Regions from separate parts of the Sus scrofa genome. Here region 1 is linked to region 2. The links are chromatin contacts, called in public HiChIP or PLAC-seq maps. All regions are on one chromosome and are shown on one strand. Each heading gives the region's core, a stretch centred on a gene start, on an enhancer-like site or on the middle of the called end of the contact. The rest is flanking DNA. Distances are from core to core; before and after follow the strand shown. Region 1 holds the start of SERTAD3 (SERTA domain containing 3). Region 2 holds the start of RPS16 (ribosomal protein S16).

The links. HiChIP or PLAC-seq counts read pairs in DNA pulled down with a chosen protein or histone mark.
Region 1: a contact with region 2 is called in an H3K27ac HiChIP or PLAC-seq map of alveolar macrophages. The contact joins the promoter of SERTAD3 here to the promoter of RPS16 in region 2. A contact is called at or near these places in 1 of 47 Hi-C or Micro-C datasets (blood) and 1 of 2 datasets of contacts at active chromatin or transcription factors (alveolar macrophages).

What each region holds. Positions count from the first base shown.
Region 1 is chr6:48,711,270-48,716,939 of Sscrofa11.1, forward strand. It overlaps SERTAD3 (SERTA domain containing 3), which reads right to left and starts at 1,481. Exons shown (of 2, transcript NM_001244464.1): 1 at 1,328-1,481. It overlaps LOC102158315 (a long non-coding RNA gene), which reads left to right and starts at 1,915. Exons shown (of 3, transcript XR_001303673.2): 1 at 1,915-2,183. BLVRB (flavin reductase (NADPH)) reads right to left here. Exons shown (of 5, transcript XM_003355917.4): 5 at 4,271-4,521. The coding sequence ends at 4,364.
Region 2 is chr6:48,085,464-48,091,130 of Sscrofa11.1, forward strand. RPS16 (ribosomal protein S16) reads right to left here and starts at 2,905. Exons shown (of 5, transcript NM_001137620.1): 1 at 2,846-2,905; 2 at 2,623-2,724; 3 at 685-781; 4 at 544-591; 5 at 221-413. The coding sequence starts at 2,893. The coding sequence ends at 268. IL-15L reads left to right here and starts at 4,983. Exons shown (of 3, transcript XM_021094372.1): 1 at 4,983-5,316; 2 at 5,448-5,492. The coding sequence starts at 5,206.

The sequences.
Region 1 (5,670 bases), core at 231-2,730, 620 kb after region 2:
TTTAATTTGAAAACAAAATGAAACAAAAAATAAAATACAGGTCCACAATCACTTAAAAAATTTTTTTTTTGAATGTCTACTATATTCTAGCCACCTGGAACCCTGATAGGGAACCTATCTGTGGAGACTCTTCTTTTACAGAGAACAAATATTTTTCCTGACTGGGAGCTCTCGCAACAACAGTGAAAATACCTCCCTCACTCCCTCTGTGGTTGCCTTCAGGTTTCTCCAGCATGAGTCCGGTAGGAAAACTCGCCAGAACATTACTCACGCCAAGCCCCGCCCCCGACCAGCCCATCCAACCAGGCCCCCGCTCTCTACAGGCCCCGCCCCCTCGACGAAGTTCGAGTTCGGAACCCAGACACGCCCCAACTTGGTCCTTGGGGCTTATGGGAAATGTGGGCCAATAGCCTCCAGGTACACGTACTGACGTTGAACGCGCACTACAACCCCCGGAGGGCTCAGCAAGCCGCAGGGACGCACCTTCCCCGCCTTCCCTTAGGGCATGCGCAAAGCGGCCCGTGGTGGGTGGGGGAAGGGAACCCGGACGTCCAGCTGCCCGGCGCCCGCCGAGCCCCGCCCTCCGCTGCCTTCAGGGCTGCGGGTCTGAGCTCCACGCCCGAAACACCCCTCCCCCACCCGACTCCGATTCTAAACTGCTTTCTACCGGTCCTGCGGACCGTAGAAAGTCCCAAATTCTTCCATCAAACTACTCTCGGGTCCAGAGACCCAGGCCCCAACACATCGCTCAAAGACTTACAAATGCTCTCCGATGCGCTCTGTTCGGGCCGCTAGGTATCTGAATTTTGAGACCCTCCCCGTCAACTTTCCCCTATTCTCCGGTCTTTCAAATGCTTCTCAACCTCATCTCCGACTCCCCCTCCGGCTCCAAGACCTGACTGGGAACTCTCCTCTCCCCAGGACCCCTCTCCACCACTGCGTCTAGGAGATCGAGTCCTTGCCCCTATTTCTTTCGCTTCTCCAAATGCTCGGGATCACAGCGCAACGCCTCAAACTTTTTCCTGAACAGTAGTGCCCGACTTTAACTCGTCCCGGAGACCTGAATTATCCCAATCTTCAGATTTCCTGCCCCCAAAAGTTCCTTCCCTAGTTCTCTCGCTTCCCAAACACCCCGTGTCCCAGCTTCAGACTCCCTCCACTTGAAGACCCTGTCCCCAAAACTTCGCCTTCCTTTCAGGATCTCGAAACTCAGTCTCTCCAAACCTGCGCCCCCTACTCCCACCCATACCCCGCCTCCACAACTCTCCGGAGCGCCTCCACTTCCCTCAACCCAAGGCGGATCCCAAGCCAGGCAGCCACACCTCACCTCAACTGCCAGGTTCGCAACAACTACCTCCGGGAACGCCCGCGGCTTTGCGACCCTCCTTTGCGAGTGCTGGGTAGGGGCCGCGCTCACCACCCCGGGGCCTCTCGGTCTGGCCTCAGGCCCACCCAGCTCCGCCCGGAGCCGAGCCGCGAACCATGATTGGCTGGAGTCCTGCCCACCGCAGGGCGCGGATTGGCTAGGCGGAGCTACCGCCTGTCGCCTGGAGACGCCGGACCCGCCTTCCCCTCCTTCGCTCCGCGGACCTTTTAAAGGATTCTGACTTGCCGGGAGGCAGGGCCACCTCTCTAGGGTGGATGTTGCACCAAAACTGTTTCTTTCAACTCGGCTACTGTCCTCGCTCCAAGACCGTCTTCATTGCTCTCTGCGACCCCTTTATACCAAGCCTGGACCCAGTCGCGGAGGAAGATTGACAGGCACGCCCGGCCCCACCCCGCTTACCGGGAGGACCCCGCTGCGCCTCTCACGAAGGCCGCGCCCCTAGCTTTGGAGGGCGGACCCTGCGGAGGAGGAGGATGACGCACCGAAGGCCAGCCAATAGTTTGGTGCGGCCTGTGTTGCCTGGGAGATCTTAGCCCTTCCTCCCTCAGGATGGCACCCCTGCTGCGGGAAACTCGCTCTTGGCTCCCCACTGTCGTGGGGACAAAGTCCAAACTACTTTTTTTTTTTTTTTTTTTTTTTGCCTTAAAGCCCTTCAGGTCTGGCTTGATGCACTCTCCCTTGCTCTCTACAATCCTGCCGCACCGACTGACTCACTCTTTCTAAAATGGCTCCACCGCCGTGAACAGAGATTCGGTTTTCTTCCCTGCCTTATCTTCAGTGCCTACAACAATGCCAGGTTCGTATCAAGTTCTCGAAAATGAGGGGGGAAAAAAAAAGACCTCTGGCACAACATTGTAAGTCAAAATCAAGGATACTTTTAAAAAGACCTCTGGATCTTGAAACTTTTTCCCATCCTGAAAATACGCCCTCAATTCCCAGGCTGCCTCTTGAGTCAGAACTCTTCTCAAAGTTTTCCTCTCAGTTCTGAGGCTCCAGGGATGGTCCAGACCCATTCTGGCCTCCCACAGGGTCCTGTGCTTCCCTCATCGCGACCCTGACTCCTTTGCCTGAGTCTCCCCGACCTTGGCCCTGGCCGTCACTGGATTGTGGGCCTCCTGGGGACACGTACCAATGTTATCTCACTGCTTGGTCCCCAGCATCACCTAGCACAGGGCCGGACACAAGGCAGGCGCCCAGTGAAAGAAAGTTTGTTAAATGCAGACACTGTAACAGAAGAAATAAAGCGGGAGGAAATGAGTGCGGCCGGTGCCCAGAAAGCCTGAACCAGCCCTGCCCCACCCCCACAACACGTTCCCGCCCACGGGAGGAGAGAGTTTTCTCCAGGCCGCTCCGGAGAAGGAAGGTTTAAGGCTCTTTGGACCAGTCCTCGCCGGTTGGAATTTGTCAGTCATGTAGTCCAGCTGTGTGGAGAAGAGTATAGGATGGGAATGGATTTGGGGTTGGGGGAGAGCTTTGGGGGTTAGGTAAGCGAGGAGTGGTTTGCTCAGTCCTGGGAAAGGTGTCTCTGGGGGACAAAGGTGGGGGAGAGTAGATTCCAAGAAGGGACATGATTAGGAAGAGGCAGTTCTTCCCCTCCCCGTGCCGAATCAGCCCCTTCAGGCTTCCTGTCTCAGGGTGGCCCTACTGCAACCCCACTTTCAGGATTCAGTCCTAGGTTTCCTTCTGGTGCCTCCCTCCCCTCCCAACTGTCCACTCAGGCTCCCGCCCACTCTCCCTCTCTTCCTCAAGGTCCCAGGACACCCTCTGGGTTCCCAGTCTCTACTTCTGCACCCTCCCATCCACCCGCACACAGTAGCCCAGGGAAGCTTCATAAAACACAAACCCGGAGTTCCTGTCGTGCGGCTCACCAGTAATGAACCCAACTAGTATCCATGAGGATGTAGGTTCAATCCCTGGCCTCTTGCTCAGTGGGTGAAGGATCTGGCTTTGCTGTGGCTGTGGTGTAGGATGGCAGCTGCAGCTTGGGCTCAGCCCGTAGCCTGGGACCTTCCATATGCCGTGGGTGCGGCCCTAAACAAGCAAACAAACCTGAGTGTGATCCCCCCTCCCCACCTCTCCCTTGCTCCACTCTTTGCATAAAAACTTAGACTAAAGCTCAAACTTTTACAAGGACCCTGGCCGGTTTAGCACCATAGAACAGCCTCTTGGGGTTGATCGCTCCTCCCCTCTGACCAAAGTATTAACTGTAGGGGATGGGCTTTAGTTCTTCAAAGGGGCCATGTGCTCATGTGGCCTCTTCTGCCTGGAACGCCATCACGCCTTAGAACCTTCCCTTGGCTCATTCTCACTAAACCAGGTTTCAGGTGGGACAGCTCATCTTCCACAGAACCTTCCTCAAGCTGGGTCCCTCGGCTCTCTCTGCTTCCTCCATCAGAGCCCTGGCCACTCACTCTGTGTTGTCACTGTCAGGGGCAGGGCTGTCTTCCACGTTGGACAGTGAGATCCATGAAGACAGGGTCCCCACTGTCTTCACTGGTTCCCCAGCACAGGGCCAGGTGAGGAAACAAATGGATGAATGCCCAGAAAATCTTTTTTCTCTTTTTTTTGGTCTTTTTAGGGCCAAACACACAACACATGGAGGCTCCTAAGCTAAGGAGCTGTAGCTACTGGCCTACGCCACAGCCAGCAATGCCAGATCCAAACCATATCCAAGACCTGCACTGCAGCTTGCAGCAACGCTGGATCCTTAACCCACTGAGCAAGGCCAGGGACCAAACCTGCATCCTCATGGATACTCGTCGGGTTCTTAACCCGCTGAGCCATAATGGGAACTCCTGCCTAGAAAACCTTACACAGAGGCAGACAGGACAGTGAAGACACCCTGACAGAGCCAGGGAGAGGAAGAGACATAGAATTGGGTCCTCCTGAATAAACTGAAGCTCTTAGCTTGAGATTTATTGTTCCCATCCTTTGCTGTAGCCACAGGATGCTGTCTTCCTGGACGGGGTCAGAGCCCTATTCGTACTCGTGGGAGGGGTAGGTGTTGTGGCCGTTGTACTCATCAGTGGTGAGGCAGTGCAGCATGAAGTGGCCCAGGTCATGTTTGGAGATGACCCTAGAGGGCCCTCGTCCATCCAGGGTCACCGTGTAGGCCCCGGTCAGCGGCTGATCTCCTGTAAGGTAAAGATTGAGGGGCCAGGTAAACAGATGTCCTCCCCCGTCACCCTGCGCAGGGTCACACCAGTGACCGTCTACGGTGTGCCCAGTCCAGACGGTAGAAGATGGTGAACGAGCCAAAAGCCATGAAACCCTTCCCACGTGCAGGGTGCTAATCTGTACCCTTTACTACATTCATTCAACACATACTTTTTTTTTTTATTTTTTTTATTTTTAAGGCCATACCCACGGCATATGGAGGTTCCCAGGCTAGGGGTTGAATCGGAGCTGTAGCTGCCGGCCTACACTACAGCCACAGCAATGTCTGCAACCTATACCAGACCCTTAACCCACTGAGCGAGGCCAGGGATTGAACCCACGTCCTCATGGATACTAGTCAGGTTCATTAACCACTGAGCCACAACGGGAACTCCTTTTCAACAAATCCTATTGATGACCTATTATGTACCAGGTGCTGGGCATGCAGCAAGGGACAAAATAGACAAGGCAACTAGTAAAAAGTAGAATATGTTAGATGGTGAGAAATATGTTAGATGGAGAGAAATGAAGCAGAGAATGGGCTAGGACCTATTAATTCTATCTTACAAGTGGGCAAACAGTCTCAGAGAGAGGAAGTCACATCCCAGGGTTGCAAAGGGTCATTTACTTCCCAGTGGCTCTGGGATCCCCTGCCCTTCCAGAGGCATGACCTGGCAGCTACAGGGGCATCTGATAAGTGGGTTAAGGATCCAGCATTGTCACTGCAGCAGCTCAGGTTGCTGCTGTGGCTCAGGTTCAGTCCCTGGCCTGAGAACTTCTACATACTGCAGGTGCAGCCAAAAGGACAAAATAATAATATGTGAGAGTGACCTGCAGTGTCCCAGCACAGGGACAACCTGGAATCACATGCAATAAGAAATACACACCCTTACTCATATGGCATCCCTGCCAAAAATGTTTAAACTTAGTCTGTGAGAAAACAATCACAAAAATCCAGAAAGTGGGATTTTTTTTTTTTAGTCAAGCCAGAGGCATGCAAAGTTCTGGGGACAGGAACGAACCCAGGCCATAGCAGTGACCATGCCGATCCTCAACCCACGAGGCCACCAGGAACTCCCAGAATGTGGGATACTTTAAGAGACACCTGGCCAGAGTTCCCATCATGG
Region 2 (5,667 bases), core at 1,655-4,154:
AAAACGAACAGGACCAAAAGAAATGAAAAAAGGCAAACTCCCAGGGATACCCTATTACCACCCACGGCCTGGATGCACACTCAGCTCAGCTATGCCCGCACAGTGGAGGTGCAGGAAAACTGGGACCAGGTCTGCTCCCCATCCAGTTACACCCCTGAATTCCTTTTAGACGAAAACCCACCACAAAAGACCAGAGCATAGTCCCCGAAACCTTAAATCCCACAAATGTTTTTATTATAAAGCTGAACGCTGATCATCACGATGGGCTTATCGGTAAGATTTCTGGTAGCGGGCACGGGCGCCAGGACCTCCAAACTTTTTGGATTCACAGCGACGAGGATCAGCTACCAGCAGGGTCCGGTCATATTGGATGAGGATGTCTTTGATCTCCTTCTTGGAAGCCTCATCCACATCTGGGGATAAAAGGATGGATGAAGATTTAGACAAGCCAGGAAGCCTCCTTTCCCCTCTGGAGCTAAATGCCAGAGGGCCAGAGCTGGGCCTTGACTTGCCCCACCCACCCGATGGGAAGGACCCACTCACATTTCTGGTAATAGGCCACCAAGGCTTTGGAGATGGACTGGCGGATTGCTGTGAGGGAGACAAACATACAAAAAAGGGTGCATCAGCCTTATGAACACCCAAGAGCCACCCTCACCCATGTGCCCGGTTCCCAGGACTCACCGTAAATCTGGGCCACGTGACCACCACCCTTCACCCGGACTCGGATGTCCACACCAGCAAATCGTTCCTTGCCCAAAAGCAGAACAGGTTCCAGTAGCTAGAGCAACAGGAAGCGTGACAGGCTTTTAGATCATAACCTGGGCGGCAGAGCCACTTTACTGAGCATTCCTCCACAGGTGTCTCCAAGCAGCTTCTGTACTGCTGGCTTCAGAGTACTAGGAGAAGAGGGTTGAGCTGTTATTCAACACCCTCACAGCCAGCACAGCAGGGAGGGTTCCAGGACAGAGAGGCTGTAGAAGGCAACCTGAAACCTGAGCTGGGTTCCCTCCTCTGCAGCTCTCTGTTAATTAGATTATCCATTTTTGGGAACATGGATGCACCTGGAGATTATCATACTGAGTGAGAGAAGTCAGAGGAAAATAAATATGAGAGCCCTTATGTGTGGAATCTAATAAAAATCAATTTTATGGTTACCGTACATGAAACTGTTGGGCGGGAAAAGAACTGGAATGAGATTAACATACACACACTACTATATAAAATAAAAGAGACGATTAATGAGAATCTACTGTACAGCACAGAAAAATCTACTCAGTAATTTGTATTAACCTGTATAGGAAAAAAGAATGAGTACATGTATATGAGTGACCATGCACTCTGCTGCACAACTGAAACCAATATAACACTGTAAGTCAACTATACTCAACTTGCAAGCACTAAGGCTGCCTCAGAGTTGAAAAGCCACTCCAGGGCTGTGAGGTGCTTTCCCCACCTGAGCTCTCTGCCCTCTCTTGGGTCTCACAGACTTCCAGAAAAATCGCAACTAGGAATTCCCATTACGGTGCAGTGGAAATGAATCCAACTAGCATCCACGAGGACTGGGGTTCAATACGTGACCTCGCTCAGTGAGTGTGGGTGGCAGCTCTATCTCTGATTCAACCCCTAGCTTGGCAACTTCCAAATGCAGTCCTAAAAAAGCAATTAAAAAAAAAAAAAATAAGCTATCACCCGATTTCGCATTGGGTCCAGTCTGTCTCCCCACTGGATTGGGAACTCTTCAAGGGCAGGCCCTGAAGCCATCTGGGTACTCAACGGGCTGCAAACACAAAGCCTTCAACTAAGCTAACATTGCGAATGAACCACGATGCTCAATATCTGATAAAGTGATCTCTGAGCTACCTTGAGTTTTAACTATTCCTGCGATGTTACTGGGGTTCTTTTTTTTTTTTTTTTTTTTTAAATTCTCATACACACCAACAAGCTTACTCAGAGAATCCAATTTACCGTCACAATGTTTCACAAGGTTGAAACTGTCCCCATTTCAGACAATAAACTCAAGGCAGAGAAGGAAAGTTCCTGTTTTGCCCAAAGAGGTAGAAATCAAACTCATGAGAGTTCTTTCCATTTTGAGCCAAAGAAACAGGCCTCAACAGGGAAGAGAGATACTCCTCTCCAAGCACAACAAAGCTTATTCTGGAAACGCTTGAGAAACTGCAACATTCAAACTCTAATCACCATGTTTGAAGAACAAAATATTGATTTCTGTCCTCAGTGTATACTCTAGAAATGAACACACTCACTCCCCCATTAACTTAAAAGAAAACAAAAAAAAAGAAAAGAAAACAGGCCACATCGGTAACTCCTATGCCATCCGGTTCCCAACAGACCGAGCTAACAAATAACCCAAGAAGCACCTGCTTAATCTTCAAAATCCACGTCTTCACTCTCAATTCCAGCTTCTGTAACATCTCTGGAACCTCAATACCTAGCTCCATCGCCAAATACCCCTTTTTCTGTACCCTATTTAGCTTCTTCCCCATTGTTGACTGCAGACCCCTCAACTTCCGAGATCGACGGACTCCAGGAACCGACCTATTCCAACATCTCCGTCTCCAGAGCCCTCCGCCCAACCCAGACGCCTGTCCTCGACCCCAGCACCTTGTATTGCAGCGTGCGCGGCTCGATCATCTCCAGGGGTCGCCCGTTCACTTTGATGAGGCCGTTACCTCGTTTGCAGTGCGCCACGGCCGTGGCTGTCTTCTGCGGAAACCAAGACAGCGAAGCCACGTGAGATCTGGGCCCCAGCTCCCCTGTCGACCTCAGAACCCTGCCCACAGGTCTCTCTCCTTCCCTCACCCCTACCATCGAGCGACCAGCCTACCTTGCGTCCGAAGACCTGCACCGACTGTAGAGGACCCTTGGAAGGCATGGCTGCAGATTAGACAAGAGCTCCTCACCGCGCGGCGCTGCAACCGGAAAAGGAAAGCGCGGGGCCACCCTGGCCTCTTTTCAGGGTCTGCGCAGGCGCATTGTGCGCAGCGTCGCGACAGGAGGGAGCTTTACGGCTCGTGGGCGGGATTTTGGATTAGCCGCGGAAAGCGGGTCTAAGGAGCGGAGAGGGCGGGACCTAGAGGGGAAAGGGCGGGGCCTGAAGGGTTTCGAGTGCAGACAGAGAAGCTGAAGAGCACCGTCCTTCACATCCTTGGTCCTCATTGGTCACCGCCGGTCCTCGTTTGCATTTTAGCTGTTTGATAGTCTCCCTCCACCCGTATTCCTAGTTGAGTCTCAGTTTACTCTGAAGAGGTTTGTCTTACCTTTTTATCACCGGCAGTCTTCTTCCCTTTAGACTTCCCACCTAGATCCTTTTCTATTAGAATCTTTACTTCGGAACTCACAGCAAAAAATCTTGGCAGGATTCAGAATCCCCCTGCCTCCTAACACCCACCTCCTTTGCGAGTCCTCCCCAAGAATCCTTTTCCATCTCCCCTAGAATCTAGCTTTCTCCAGAATTTCCTTCTTTTTAGACTCTCCTCCCAAAATTCTCTGAGAGGCCCACTCCCAAATCCCCCTCCTAGAGCCCTCACCCTAGACTCCCTCTTTTCTTTTGGTGGCGCCCAGGCCATGTTGAATTTCCCAGGCCAGGGCTCAAACCCGCGCCATAGCAGCCATTCAAGCTGCTGCAGTGACAACCCCAGATCCTTAAGCCACAAGAGAACTCCGACTCCCTCTTTCTCGACTCTCCCTCCACTCAGGGCTCTCTCCTGCACATAATTCTCCCCAGAATCTTCCTCTCTTCAGGACCCATGACCCATTCAATCCCCTTGCTTCAGAAGCTCTCCTACCCAATCCACTTCTCCCATTATTGCCCCCTTAGAATGCCCTTTCACAAAGTCTTCATCCCTTTCAGAGCCCCCTTCCTCAGAATCTACCTTTCCCAATAATTTTTTTCCCTTCAGAGCCTTCTCTGCCCAGGAATTGTCTCCCCTGAAATTCCCCCCCCCCACACACACTACAATCCCCCACTCCTTGGAGACCCTCCCTCTAAAATCCTCCTCTTCACGGTCCCTATCCTGGAATCCCTCTTCCTACAGAGTCACGCCAAATCGCCCTCCTTTATCCTCAGCTCCCCCCAACCCCATCTGAGGAACTGGGTAGCCCCCTGACCTCCCCACCAATCAGGATGCTCCCTTCTCAGCCAAGAGCTTCCTCTCAGGGCTGCAGGCATCTCAGGGTTGCCTCAGTTTCTCTGGCAACCCTGAATCTGGGGTCAAAGGTTCAAAGGGGTGTGGTGATTTACCTGTGCCTGGAGGGCAGAGATAGGATGGAGATTGGTGGGTGGGGCCAGAGGGAGGATCCAGCTCAGAGTCCAGCTCCTAAAGGGTGAGAGAGGGAGAGGGGTGGGCGAGGGGTGGGGGAGGGAGGAAGCGTGGACCCAGGGGCTGACCTGGAGGGACACATGGACAGATACACAGCACAAAAGAGAAACAGGCACATATGGAGGAGAAGGCAAAGACAGGGCCAACGAAGAAGAGAAACACAGTCAGTCAGAGATGGAGCCAGAAAACAACAAGTGGCGAGATCTGGAGGCAGAAAGGCCAACCCTCAGAGAAAGAAGACAGATAACAGAGCTCGCTTGTGAAGGAACTGGTTAAGGAACTGGCGTTGTCACTGCCGCGGCCTGGGTTGCTGCTGTGGCTGGGATTCCATCCCTGGCCCCAGGAACTTCCACATGCCTAGGGCATGACCAAAAAAACGAAAACCAAAACCAGACGGGTACAGGCAGGCATGAAGATTCCTAGACACTTGAGACAGGAAAAGGAGAGCAGAGACTCCCGAATATGCACCTGCAGATACAGATAAGGCCTAAAGAAGACAGGCCATAGAATGCACAAGCTCTCACGCAGTCTGTACTGCCTTTGGGGCATGTTTGGGGGGCAGGGGAAGCTTCCAAACTCTCCAGGCTGATCCTTAAAGCCTTGCTAAGTCTAGTGTCTTGAGTGGGAAAAAAGGGGGCTGGTCTGGGGGTCCTTTAACCTTGGCCCTCCCTACTCTAGAATCACCGTCTCCCCCGGCTTCTTGAAGTACATTTCCCGAGTATCTGTGGAGTGAGCTAGAGGGAGGGGACAGGGGGAAGTTCCCCTCAGCCACTCCAGCCTTCCAACCTGCTCCCTCTCTCTGTACCTCTTGTTTCCAGGACCCTTGGCCAGAACCAGAGAGAGTCTGGGGGTGGGCAGGGTGCCCATGTGGCATCTCTGGACCATCCTCCTGCTGGTGCCACCCTTGGGGGGCCTAGGACCACCCCTCTGCCCCCGGGAGCCCTTCTACTTCCTCATTGCCATCATGAAGATGCTGGTGAGGAGGGAGGGAAGAGCCAGCAGCCAGGGGCAGGGTTGCTGGGGGAGGGGGGTGGGGGGCATCTTTGAGGAAGAGTCAGGCTCTCTCCCTCCAAGATCTGATTTTATTCTTTAACCCCACAATTGTAGGGCAACAAAAATGATGGCACCCTCTACACCCCAGATGATCTTTCGGTGAGTATTTCATTATCTCCTTACTGAAGCTGCCTGTTTTTTTTGTTTTGTTTTGTTTGTAATGGCCGAATCCACGGCATATGCAGGTTCCCAAGCTCGGGGTCATATCAGCGCCATAGCCACAGACTTATGCCACAGCCACAGCAACGCGAGACCTGAGCCGCGTCTGCAGCCT